2 separate regions of the Hordeum vulgare genome follow, and region 1 is linked to region 2. Evidence: chromatin contacts called from public Hi-C data. All regions are on one chromosome and are shown on one strand. Each heading gives the region's core, a stretch centred on a gene start, on an enhancer-like site or on the middle of the called end of the contact. The rest is flanking DNA. Distances are from core to core; before and after follow the strand shown. Region 1 holds the start of LOC123443533 (exportin-7-A). Region 2 holds the start of LOC123443532.

Evidence for each region. Hi-C and Micro-C count contacts between places; a contact is called where the count stands out from the background.
Region 1: a contact with region 2 is called in a Hi-C map of leaf, with 8 times the contacts expected there. The contact joins the promoter of LOC123443533 here to the promoter of LOC123443532 in region 2. A contact is called at or near these places in 5 of 6 Hi-C or Micro-C datasets (leaf and seedling) and 1 of 1 datasets of contacts at active chromatin or transcription factors (embryo).

The regions. Positions count from the first base shown.
Region 1 is chr3H:209,129,923-209,135,854 of MorexV3_pseudomolecules_assembly, forward strand. LOC123443533 (exportin-7-A) reads left to right here and starts at 4,291. Exons shown (of 30, transcript XM_045119941.1): 1 at 4,291-4,485; 2 at 5,322-5,540; 3 at 5,634-5,932. The coding sequence starts at 5,694.
Region 2 is chr3H:208,785,921-208,792,084 of MorexV3_pseudomolecules_assembly, forward strand. LOC123443532 reads left to right here and starts at 2,834. Exons shown (of 3, transcript XM_045119934.1): 1 at 2,834-3,214. The coding sequence starts at 3,040.

The DNA of each region.
Region 1 (5,932 bases), core at 3,041-5,540, 350 kb after region 2:
CCAACAATGATCATCACCCCAATCATGATCAGAAACACAATTTACATTCATAGAATTTATACTAACAACATTGGAATCATGCTTTTCATTCAAGGAACTATCATGAATCACTTTATAAATTTCTTCATCACAATTTTTAGATTCACTATTATCCAATAAGACCTCATAAAAATAATCTAGTGCACTCAACTCACTAGCAATATGTTCAACATAATCGGGTCTTTTGAAAAGATTAGCAAGTGGATGAGGATCCATGTATCTTACTTTTCTTGTTCTACTTTCTATTTGTGTGGAAAAGATAAAGATATCATTACAAGCAAAGTAAAGAGTAGAGCAAGTGAATGATAATTTGTGTGTAGGTACTTGATAGTAGGTTGGTGATATTCCTAGGCAACGGCGCCAGAAATCCTTCTTGATACTTGTGATCTGCGCTGGGTTTTTCGTGAAGAGGAACATGTGATGCAACACAATATAGATAAGTATTTCCCTCAGTAGATAACCAAGGTTTATCGAATGAATAGGAGTAACAACCAACCCCCGTCTTCAGCGACTGCACGCAAAGAAGCAAACACTTGCACCCAACACGGGCAAGAGGGTTGTCAATCCCTTGGACTTGTTATTTGCAAGCAAGTAAAGTGTGTAGATGATAGTTGATAATGTCAAGGTAAATAAAAAGTAAATAATGACAGCGAGGTAATTGTAGCAGTTGTGAACTTATAAGTGAATAGACCCCGGGGCCGTAGTTTTCCATCTCTCATGTAGTAGGCATACGGTGGGTACACAAATTACTGTTGGGCAGTTGATAGAAAGGCACATAATTATGTGATATTCACGACAATGATCATGTATATATAGGTATCACGCCCATAAGAAAATAGGACGACTCCTGCCTGCACCTATTACTATTACTCTACCCATCAACCACTATCAATCATGCATCTAGAGTATTAAATAAAAGAGAGTAATGCCTGGAAAACAATGACATGATGTAGACAAAGAAAAACCCAATCAATATGAATTAACCCCGTCGTTTTATCCTTAGTGGCAATAATACAAAGACGTGTCCTTGTCCCTTCCAGTCACTGGGATATAGAACTTCGCCAGATTGAACCCACTACAACGCACCCCTCTCACTGAAGAAATATCATTCTAGTTGGCCAAACTATTTTAATAAGTCGGAGAGATTTACGAAGCTATAATAGTCATGCAAATAAGAATCATAATAGAATTCACAGAAGAATCAAATCTTTATCATGATTCATGAATAATCTGAACATAAACCCATGATTCATCGGATCCCAACAAACGCACTGCACAATTTTTTTACATGAGATAGATCAAAGCGAAGATGTGATGATCATTTTACTGAAGATCAAGAGAGAGAGATAGCAATCTAGGTACTAACTAAGGACCCGTAGGTCTGTGATAAACTAGTCACACATCACCATGGGAGCAACAAGGTTGATGTAGAGGCCTTACGTGATCGATCCTCCTCCGAGAGGACTCCAAATGCGCACACAACGGAAAAAAGACTTACGGCAGCGGAAAAAGTGTTTCTAGTGGCTCTCGTATGGTTTTGGGATATTTTAGGATTTATAGGCTAGAGAGGGACATCGGGGGCCACACGAGGGAGGCAACACACATCAGGGTGCGGTCACCCCCCTGGGCGCGCCTTGTTGTGTGCTCCTTCCCTCGTGCAACGTCTGGTCTCCTTCCGAAGCTTCCATGTATTCTTTTGGTAAAAAAATTATAAAAAAGTTTCGTGGCAATTGGACTCCTTTTGAAATTGTAAACCTGAATAGCCAAAGGCATGCACAAAACAACAAGTGGCACTAGGCACTGAGTTAACGGGTTAGTGCTCAAAAATAATATTAATTGGTGTATAAACACCCTAGAGCATACTAGAATGGTAATATTATAGCATGGAACAATTAAAAATTATAGATATGTCGGAGACGTGTCAGTTATCACTGCGGGAAATACTTATCGCTACTATATTGCTTCACCCTTCCTCTTCGGGGAAAACCTCAACAGAGCTCACAAGTAGCAGGAGCCCACAAGACATCAGGCGCACTCTACCCCCACGACATGCCCTGTTGCCTTGTTGTCTCCTCGTAGGTCTTATGCCCTCCCCTGAAGCTTCTAGACTGTCTTCTGGTCGAGAAAAAAATGTCAAAAAATTTCGCGATGTTTGGACTCCCTTTTGTATTGATTTTTTGTAAAACAAAAAATAGACAGAAAACAATAACTAGCACTAAACACTGGGTTAATAGGTTAGTTCTCAAAATTGATATAAAATTACATATAAAGTATCTAATATTGATAATATAGTAGCATTTAAAATATAAAAATTATAGATACATTGAAGACGCATCACCGTGCGACGGTCTTTGCGGCATGGTTGTTCGATTTTATAGGGAAAAAGTGGCCATCGGATGGCAACATTTTTATGCTTTCATCTTGTACAAGTAGTCTTCCGGCTTTGCAGCGTCACATGTCTAGCGCATAAAGTAGCAACACCTTCTCTAGCTCATAAAGTAGCAATACCTTCTTGAGGTTGCTTATGGGTTAACCGGGTGCTTTTGGTCATCCACCTATGCAACAATCTCATTTGGATGTAGCCAAAATGCCGATAACAAAAACATTGAACGTATGTAGCATGGTAGTAAAAAACGCTTGCAATACAAAACAAAAGTTGTAGGAGACACTCCGGGGGGCATCATAACATGCAACCCTCCGTATTCACATCAACACACCCACTAATTTGTATAATAATAATAATAAAACATACATGTTTTGGCAAATACAACATATGGCTACTCAATCTTTGTACAATAACAATAATTGTGGTGTCAATTTTTTTAAATGCTAGTGGTGTCTTGTGGTTTTCCATCAAGGCCATGGCCAACACATCACCTTAGCTAGCTGCCTTGCAGGCCACGTAGGCTCGAATGACAAGAATAGTAGTCTCACATGCTCTCAGAGTAGCCTGCAAAAGAGTCCGCAACTTTGTCGATAGAAAGCACGAGAGACATAAGAAAAGAGGGAAAGACAGAAGAAAGTAGGGAGGAAAGAAAGAGTGAGGTAGATATGTCCCTTGGCTGCTCGTGCTACAGTTGGGTGATAGTTTCATCGAACAATAGAGCCTAAGTGAAGGGAATGCGACCATCATTTGCTAATGCTTTCATAGTTCATGCCCTGTGTACATGACATCATACACTAGCATGACAACACGCATGCAAAATACATGACAACAGACATGCAAAATACTCGGTGGAGGCAATACGAACATAGCCATGCAAAAAAGCAAGCCATGGCAATAGAAGGCCACACTCGCCAAAAGGGTGAAGGGACCACATCGCATGGATGTTAAAAACGAACATGGACAAAGGGCAACCACGCACCAGCGTGCCCCGACAAAAACGTGTTTAGGTGTTCTGACGGCCGAGCACATCGACACGTCCGTGAAATCCAACGACTCGAGAAGGTTTGTGCCATGTAGAAATCACTCGGTTTAATTCTAAAGCTTCCTTAATAAATCGACGCACTACACGTTTGTCGGTTGATTTTTTTGAAAGATCGTCCGGTCGCGAACCGTCAGATTTGACTCATCAAGCAGGTGAGCGTTACCATCTATCGTTGGAACACATGCCTTGTTGCGAAATTTCTTGCAACAAACATATTGTTACATTTTTTTGCAACAACTCTGTTATTGCAAATTTTCTTTTGCAACATACATTTTGTTGCACAATTTTTATTTATTTTTTATTTTTTCCGCAACAGCTGTCTTGTTGCGGATTTTGATTTTGCAGCAGAAACTTGTTGCAGAATTATTTCTACAAAACGAAGCCGTATCGCATTACAATAGAGTCGTTCACCGCCAAGATTTAAAACAACACCATTATCGTTGGAACAGATACTTGCAACTTGTATTTACGCGTGACACACAACAAAGGTGACAAGCACACTATGATTATCAACCCGTTGACGGAAATCGTTTCCCAATGAATATAGACTTTTCTTTTTTGAGAACAAACCAATAAATATAGGCTTACATCTAGAATCTTGCAGCAACCCGCACTTTGTGTAAAACGAAGAGAAAAAGGAAATAATAGTTGTCGTAAGCAGCAAAGAAAAAGAAGAAGTGATGATGCGTTCGTGCGTGGACGAACCCTAGAGGAGAAATCTCGAGACGCAAAGTCCAACCCGGCCCATCACTTCCCGTCCCCGGCACACCACAGCGCCGCAACATCATCGCCTCCCACTCCCCCACCGCTGCACGCACAGTCGCACACACGCTCTCCACCCCACCCCCACCCCGTCGTCCTCCCTCCTATTTAGCTTCCTCATTTCCGTTTTCCACACACCTCCCTCACCCAAAAACGCACGCCTCCGATCCCCACGCCGAGACGGCAGCCTTAGACCTAGCCACCACAGCCGCCGTCGGACAGTGACCTCCGCGGACTCCGCAGGCACGGGGATAAGGTAGGTCCGGCAAGCCCTCGATCGCCGCGACCGCGATGCTTTTGCTCTCCGACGTCTACCATAGAGTTGCCTGTGCCGCGATTTCGCCTCGCCTCAGCGCGGGGCGCTCGATCGGGCCCGCGGTGGTAGCTCAGGCCGCCGCCGCGGTGCTCGTTCCGGAGTTTTAGGATTGGAATGCTGTGAAATTCGGCGCGTTCACGGCGGGGTCGCTCGGGGTTCGGGGGATCTCGACGTGTTGGGAGTTCGCCGGATCTCCCGAGGATGCTTACGTGGTCGTTTATGGGTAGATGATAGCTTGGTTTGTTCTCTGATGATGATCGGATCTTCGGCTTTGCTTTCTCGTGGCTCGTGCTGTGCTTAGATTCTTGGATAAGGAGGCGAAGTAGAACGGTTTTGATGCATTGACGCTATTGTGTTGCAATCGGATGGGTGATTTGGCGGTTAGGGGATGAAGCTACAAGGTTCTAGTGTTGTGATTCTTCTGCCGATTTGCATATATACTGAAATGGGTATTATATGAATAATTTGCATAGCAAATGCAGCATGCATTTCCTGTTCAAAATACTGTAAGCTTATCATGTCATCGTGCTGTTCAATACCTTTGATCTGGTATTTGTATTTGTTTGTGCTCTGTAAAATAGGATGGCTTAGCAGATGCATCATTTAGTTATTTTCAAGGTCTCCACTCTGCCATTATGTTTTACTGTACCCCTGGATGTTTGTGTTAGAGCGCACTTGTGCATTTTAGAAAATGCAACAGAAACTTCTTGGTAGATGATTATTTTATCATTGTGCTTCTTTAGCCATCACTGAGTCTCGCATTTCCATCCGTGCAGATCACTCTACCCCAGGCTGATTGTGGCCGGTATTGGCGATTTAAGTGTTTGTTAGGTGTTTTCTCTTGTGTCTCGTGTCTTAATCTTTGATTAAGCTTCACTGAAAAGACTGTACCTGAGAAACTCTGTTGTTGGAACATTTCTCTTGTAATATGAATGTATTGTGACAATCCTTCTTCATGTGCTAGAATCATATATTTCAGCTTCAGAGCTTTTATGGTACTTTTTAAGTTCCCTACTGAAGCGACTACCTAATGCATTAAATTTAAGTTTGTGATGACCATTCATGCAAATTCGTGGATATTAATTCAGAACCTGGTGGCATATTAATCCTGGATATTTGATCGAACGGAAATTTGGAGCTCCTTGTTCATGTCTTCAATGGAGAGCCTAGCACAGTTAGAGGTGTTGTGCGAAAAGCTTTACAACTCTAGAGACTCGGCTGAGAGAGCACATGCAGAAAGCACGCTCAAGTGCTTCTCAGAGAACAGTGACTACATTTCGCAGTGCCAATATATATTGGACAATGCGTCAACTCCATATGCCTTGATGTTGGCCAGTACAAGCTTGGTGAAGCAAGTCTCAGATCGCAGTCTTTCTCTGCAATTGCG
Region 2 (6,164 bases), core at 1,584-4,083:
AAGCTTGGGTTTGCTCGATTCGGAGCTCGTATGCGAAAGTTATGGCTGGTTCAGTGGCGAGCGGTAGTACCGCTGGACCTAGCGGTAGTACCGCTGGAGTTGGCGGTAGTACCGCTGGCCCTAGCGGTAGTACCGCTGACTGGCGGTAGTACCGCCCCTGATCAGCGGTAGTACCGCTCCAGGATCTTAGTACCGCCTGTCTAGCGGTTGTTCGTGGACGGACCTTTTTGCGAAGACTTTCTTGGCGGTGGTAGTGCCGTTGCACTACCATGGGCCCAGCGGTAGTACCGCTGGAGTGCCAGCGGTAGTACAGCTGCAGCCAGCGGTAGTACCGCTGGAGTGCCAGCGGTAGTACCGCTGCAGCCAGCGGTAGTACCGCTGGAGCTCGGGCAGAAAGTGGGGGTAACGGTCTGATTCCTTCCCCCACTATATAAAGGGGGTCTTCTTCCCCCTTGGTCTTATCCATCTGTTGAGCTCTTGTTCTATCTCCATTGTTGACATTCTTAGAGCTTGATTACTCTCTATCCCTCCAATGATTCTTGCTTGTTCTTGAGGGAAAAGAGAGATGAGATCTAGATCCACATCTCCACCAATCACTTTCTCCTCTATGTGAGGGGAACCCCTTGGATCTTGATCTTGGAGTTCTTTGTGAGCTCCTTGTTCTTCCTCTCATATTTCTCCATAGCTTTTGTTGTTGTGGAGGGATTTGAGTGTGAGGGACTTGACCACTTCGTGTGTTCTTGCCATTGCATTAGTTGCATCGGTTTGAGTTCTCCACGGTGATACGTGGAAGTGAGAAGTTGAGAAGCTTACTACCTTTGGTACTTAGTACCCTTGATATTGTTCTTCGTGGATGCTTTGGCGTCCTAGAAGCTTGGTGGTGTCTCGGAGCTCAATCAGTGTGGTGTGAAGCTCCGGGAAGCGTCGGGGTCTCCAATTAGGTTGTGGAGATTGCCCCGAGCAATTTGTACGGGTACCGGTAACCGCCCCCAAGGGTTGCCACGTGTACGGGTTCGGTGACCGCCCCCAAGGGGTTGCCATTTGTACGGGTTCGGTGACCGCCCTCAAGGGTCCCTTAGTGGAATCACGACATCTTGCATTGTGCGAGGGCGTGAGGAGATTACGGTGGCCTTAGTGGCATCTTGGGGAGCATTGTGCCTCCACACCGCTCTAACGGAGATTAGCATCCACAAGGGTGTGAACTTCGGGATACATCATCGTCTCCCCGTGCCTCGGTTATCTCTTACCCGAACCCTTTACTTATGCACTTTACTTTGTGATAGACATATTCTTTATTGTAATATATCTTGCTATCACTTAGTTGTTTATCTTGCTTAGCATAAGTTGTTGGTGCACATAGGTGAGCCTAGTTGTTTGTAGGTTTTGTGCTTGACATATTAAACGATTAGTTTTATTCCACATTTGTTCAAGCCTAAACCTTAACTATTTTAAAGCGCCTATTCACCCCCCTCTAGGCGACATCCACGTCATTTTCACTTTCCTAGAGTAGGAATTGGTTAGGGTTTACTTTTGTTTTGAACCTTGTATGTACATATTTATTTTTAATGAAATCACCGTAGAACTACGGTTAAAAAAATGTTACCATGAAAAAGTGAGCAAATCTCTACCTAATAATAAAGCAAATAGTGTTTCTGGTCGCACGTCATTAAAATTGCCCCCAATACTGTATTAAATTACCCACTATGTCACCCATAAGTAAAAATGATTCAATTTTCTTTCCTGTCAAAGTCACCGTCCGGATCGGTACTTATAGGAAGAGACCTTGCAGATAACAACGACTAGCTTGGCCTACTGGATGGAGCGCCGCTACTCCATCGAGGAGTCCCAAGTTCGATCCGTGAACCTACTCCTTTCCCATCTGATTTCTTTGAGACAAAATGTTCATGAAATCATAAAATGTTTAGGAATTCAAAAAAGGTTCAGGAAATCATAAAATGTTCACGGATTCAGAAATTGTTGATGATTTTAAAACGCTTTCGAGTTTTGAAAAAAATACCCATGAAATCATAAAATGTTTGGGAATTTTTAAAAAAGGTTCCAAAAATCATAAAATGTTCATGGATTTAGAAATGTTGATGATTTAAAAAAAATATTCACATATTATAAAAGAATTCACAATCTCCAAAAATATATTCAGAAAATACAAAATGTTCATGATTTGTAAATGATCATGTATTCAAAACATAAAAAAAAATGTTCATGAAATCATAAAATGTCTAGGAACTCAAAAGAAGGATCAGAAAATCATAAAATGTTTGCAGAATTCAAAATTGTTTATGATTTTCAAAAAATTGTTTGCATATTATAAAAGAATTCACAATTTCAACAAATATATACTGAAAAATATAAAATGTTTCTTATTTCAATTTATTTTTCTTCTATAAATTAATTCAAGATTTTGCAAAATTCTGTATTTTAAAATTCGAGTTTTCAAAAAACAAATCATGAAATCATAAAAATTGTCCATGCATTTAAAAAAGATAAGTGAGAATAAATCGGCAAAATTCAATAACATGGATACCGCGGCCATCATCAACGAGAATGATAAAAAAGATAAATGGTAATATGATGGGCCATCGTGGTAAAATAGAAAAATGATAATATGATGGGCCATCGGGGTAAAATAGAAAAATAAAGAACGTTCATATGTCAGAGTATTGAACCATATTTATTTGACTATAACATAATATTTTTATTTTTCGTTGCAACACACAGACATATTTACTAGTACATAAAATTTGCTAGTACATAAAAAAAGAAAGTTGGAAAATAGGCTCAGAAACGAACAGCAACGGACCCCACCAGCACCAACATCGCGGCAGCGAGCCCCTTTCGCCCGCTTCCCACTCCACGCCTCCTTCTCCTCCTCCCAGATCTCGCACCACACGGCCGCGCGCACCGGAGACACCTAGCGAGACGGTTGCGAGAGGTAAAACAGCAAAAGAGAAGAGGCCACCGCAGCTCGCGTACCGGCGGTGTGTGGGTGGCGGCGTCCGTCACGCGTCGGTGTATCGGGTGATGGACGCTGGCGGCGGGGGCCTAGGCGGGTTCCAGTGGACCGCGGAGGAGGCCTCGACGATCGGGGGCATCGCGACGGTGTCGCTGCTGCACTCCTTCATCCCCACGCACTGGCTCCCTTTCTCCATCGTTGGGCGCGCCCAGCGCTGGCCGCTCTCCCGCACCCTCCTCGTCAGTCAGTACCCACCTCGCCCATTTTCTTCTGTTGCCGCTCTTTCTGTGTACTGATCACGGTTCCAAGATCTAGAGCATAGGGACCATACCTGGTTAGGGTTTATTTAGCGCAGGTAAAGGGGAGAGCGAGAGCTCTACCATTGAACTGGACGACTTCTTTGATGATATTAGCAGACGTTTTGTGCGGTGAACCGAGGAGTCGGAGGTCAAGGAGGCTTCAAAGAGGATAAAAGGTGGCAAGGCGATAGGTCCTGATTGTATCCTCATTGAGGTGTAGGGAGGCTTCGGGACATAGCGATAGTATGGCTAATTAAACTATTTAATCTCATTTTTCGGGCAAATAAGATGGCAGAAAAATGGAGACGGAGTATATTAGTACCAATCTTCAAGAACAAGGGGGATGTTCAGAGTTGTACTAATTATCGTGGAATTAAACTGATGAGCCATACAATGAAGGTATGGGAAAGAGTCATTGAGCACCGCTTAAGTAGAATGACAAGCATGACAAAAAATCAGTTTGGTTTCATGCCTGGGAGGTCGACCATGTAAGCCATTTTCTTGGTACGACAACTTATGAAGAGATATAGGGAGCAAAAGAAGGACCTGCATATAGTGTTCATCGACTTGGAGAATGCCTATGATAAGATACCGCGGAATGTTATGTGGTGGGCCTTGGAGAAACACAAAGCCCCAGCAAAGTACATTACCCTCATCAAGGACATGTACAATAATGTTGTGACAAGTGTTCGAACAAGTGATGGTGACATTGATGACTTCCCGATTAAGATATAACTGCATTAGGGGTCAGCTTTGAGCCCTTATCTTTTTGCCTTGGTGATGGATAAGGTCACAAGGAATATACAAGGAGATATTCTATGGTGTATGCTCTTTACAGACGATGTGGTGCTAGTCGATGATAGTCGGATGAGGGTTAACAGGAAGTTGGAGTTATGAAGACAAACCTTGGAAATCGAAAAAAATTAGACTTAGTAGGACTAAAATTGAGTACACGAGGTGCCCTTTCAGTACTGCTAGACACGAGGAGGAGGATGTTAGCCTTGATGGGCAGGTGGTGCCTCTGAAGGATACCTTTCGATATTTGGTGTCAATGTTGCAGAAGGATGGGGATATCAATGAGGATGTGAACCATTGAATTAAAGCCGGATGGATGAAGTGACGCCAAGTTTCTGGCATTCTTTGTGACAAGAGAGTGCCACAAAAGCTAAAAGGCAAGTTCTATAGGACGGCGGTTCGACCCGCAATGTTATATGCCGCTGAGTGTTGGCCGATTAACGACATGTGTAACAGTTAGGTGTGGCGGAGATGCGCATGTTGAGATGGATGTGTGGCCACACAAGGAAGGACCGAATCCGGAATGATGATATACGAGATAGAGTTGGGGTAGCGTCGATTGAAGAGAAGCTTGTCCAACATCGTCTGAGATGGTTTGGGCATATTCAGCGTAGGCCTCCAGAAGCCCCAGTGCATAGCGGACGGCTAAAGCGTGCTGATAATGTTAAAAGAGACCAGGGTAGACCGAACTTGACATGGGAAGAGTCCGTAAAGAGAGATCCGAAGGATTGAAGCATCACCAAAGAACTAGCGATGGACAGAGGTGCGTGGAAGCTTATCTATGTGCCATAACCATGAGTTGGTCGTGAGACCTTGTGAGTTTCACCTCTAGCCTACCCCAACTTGTTTCGGACTAAAGGCTTTGTTGTTGTATTTTAACCATATTGGACAGTATGAAACTTGATGTAGGCACTATACCTGGGTGATTAATATATATTGGAGCCATATGATAGTTATAGATTGGGATATTGATGAATGGTATATTTTTCAACAGAATATCCATTCTAAAGTAATCTTGCATTTCCGATTTGACTATGTTTTGATTTATGATCCTTTATCAGAAGTACACAGATATATTCTATTTACACATATAGGTTCTGTTACTGTTTACATTAGTGAAGTTGATTGATAATTAGCCTGTGAGTTTCTCTTACTGACCTTATTTTTTTTTTACTTTATTCTATTTGCATGTGCATTTAAAAAACCTCTATTCATTGATCTTGCATGAATGTTGTAGTCATGTGTTAGGATAAAATTAGAGATAGCCATGGACTAGCAAAACACAATCTTCTGAGCCTTTTTCCCTCTGTATTAATTATATAACTGGACCAAACTATTTATTTCATTTTTTTTGTAATTATCATCATCCCGTATGTTATCTGTGCCTGCAAATCGTAAGTGCATGGGCTATGAATATGGTTACCAATTTTCTAAATGCTTATAAATTGGACTTTTGCTCCTTGGATATTTCCCTGATTGTGACTTCAAAATTATGTTCTTCACTTCTCACAGGGCAGGATTGTCATGTGGGGTCAGCCCTATAGGCGACGACCCATGCGGGCTGGGCCTGCACCAGCCTAAGCTATGGCATATTGTAATTACAGAAGTTGTGTTAGATTAGGAGTCTAGGCAAGTTGGAAAGGTGTAGTCTCGTAGAAGGTTACCCAGCCAACTCCCAATTAGAGTAGGAGTCTAGTCTTGTAATCAGGCTTTATATAGCCAGCTTTGGGGATCAATAAAGTTAAGCATAAAACAATGTAATCTCTCACCCCTTGCTCCTGCGCCTCGGCGCCTCTCCTCACCCCCTTCTCCAGTGATAGGCCGGCGAGGGACTCGCCCTCGGCTACCTGTCTCCCACGACTACAACCTCCGTTCCAACCCACCAGCCCGTGACAACTTGGTATCAGATTCTTCGTCGATCCAGGCGACGATGTCTCCGCCGCCTCCACCGCCGGCGCCCTTGCTGCAAACCCTAGAAGACCTCGCGCTCAAACAGCACGAGGATCATGAGGCCGTGGTAGCCACGTTGAACAACCTCTCTGCGGAGAACCACACTACACGGACGGAGCGCGCAGAGGACCGCGCTACCCTCAAATCGA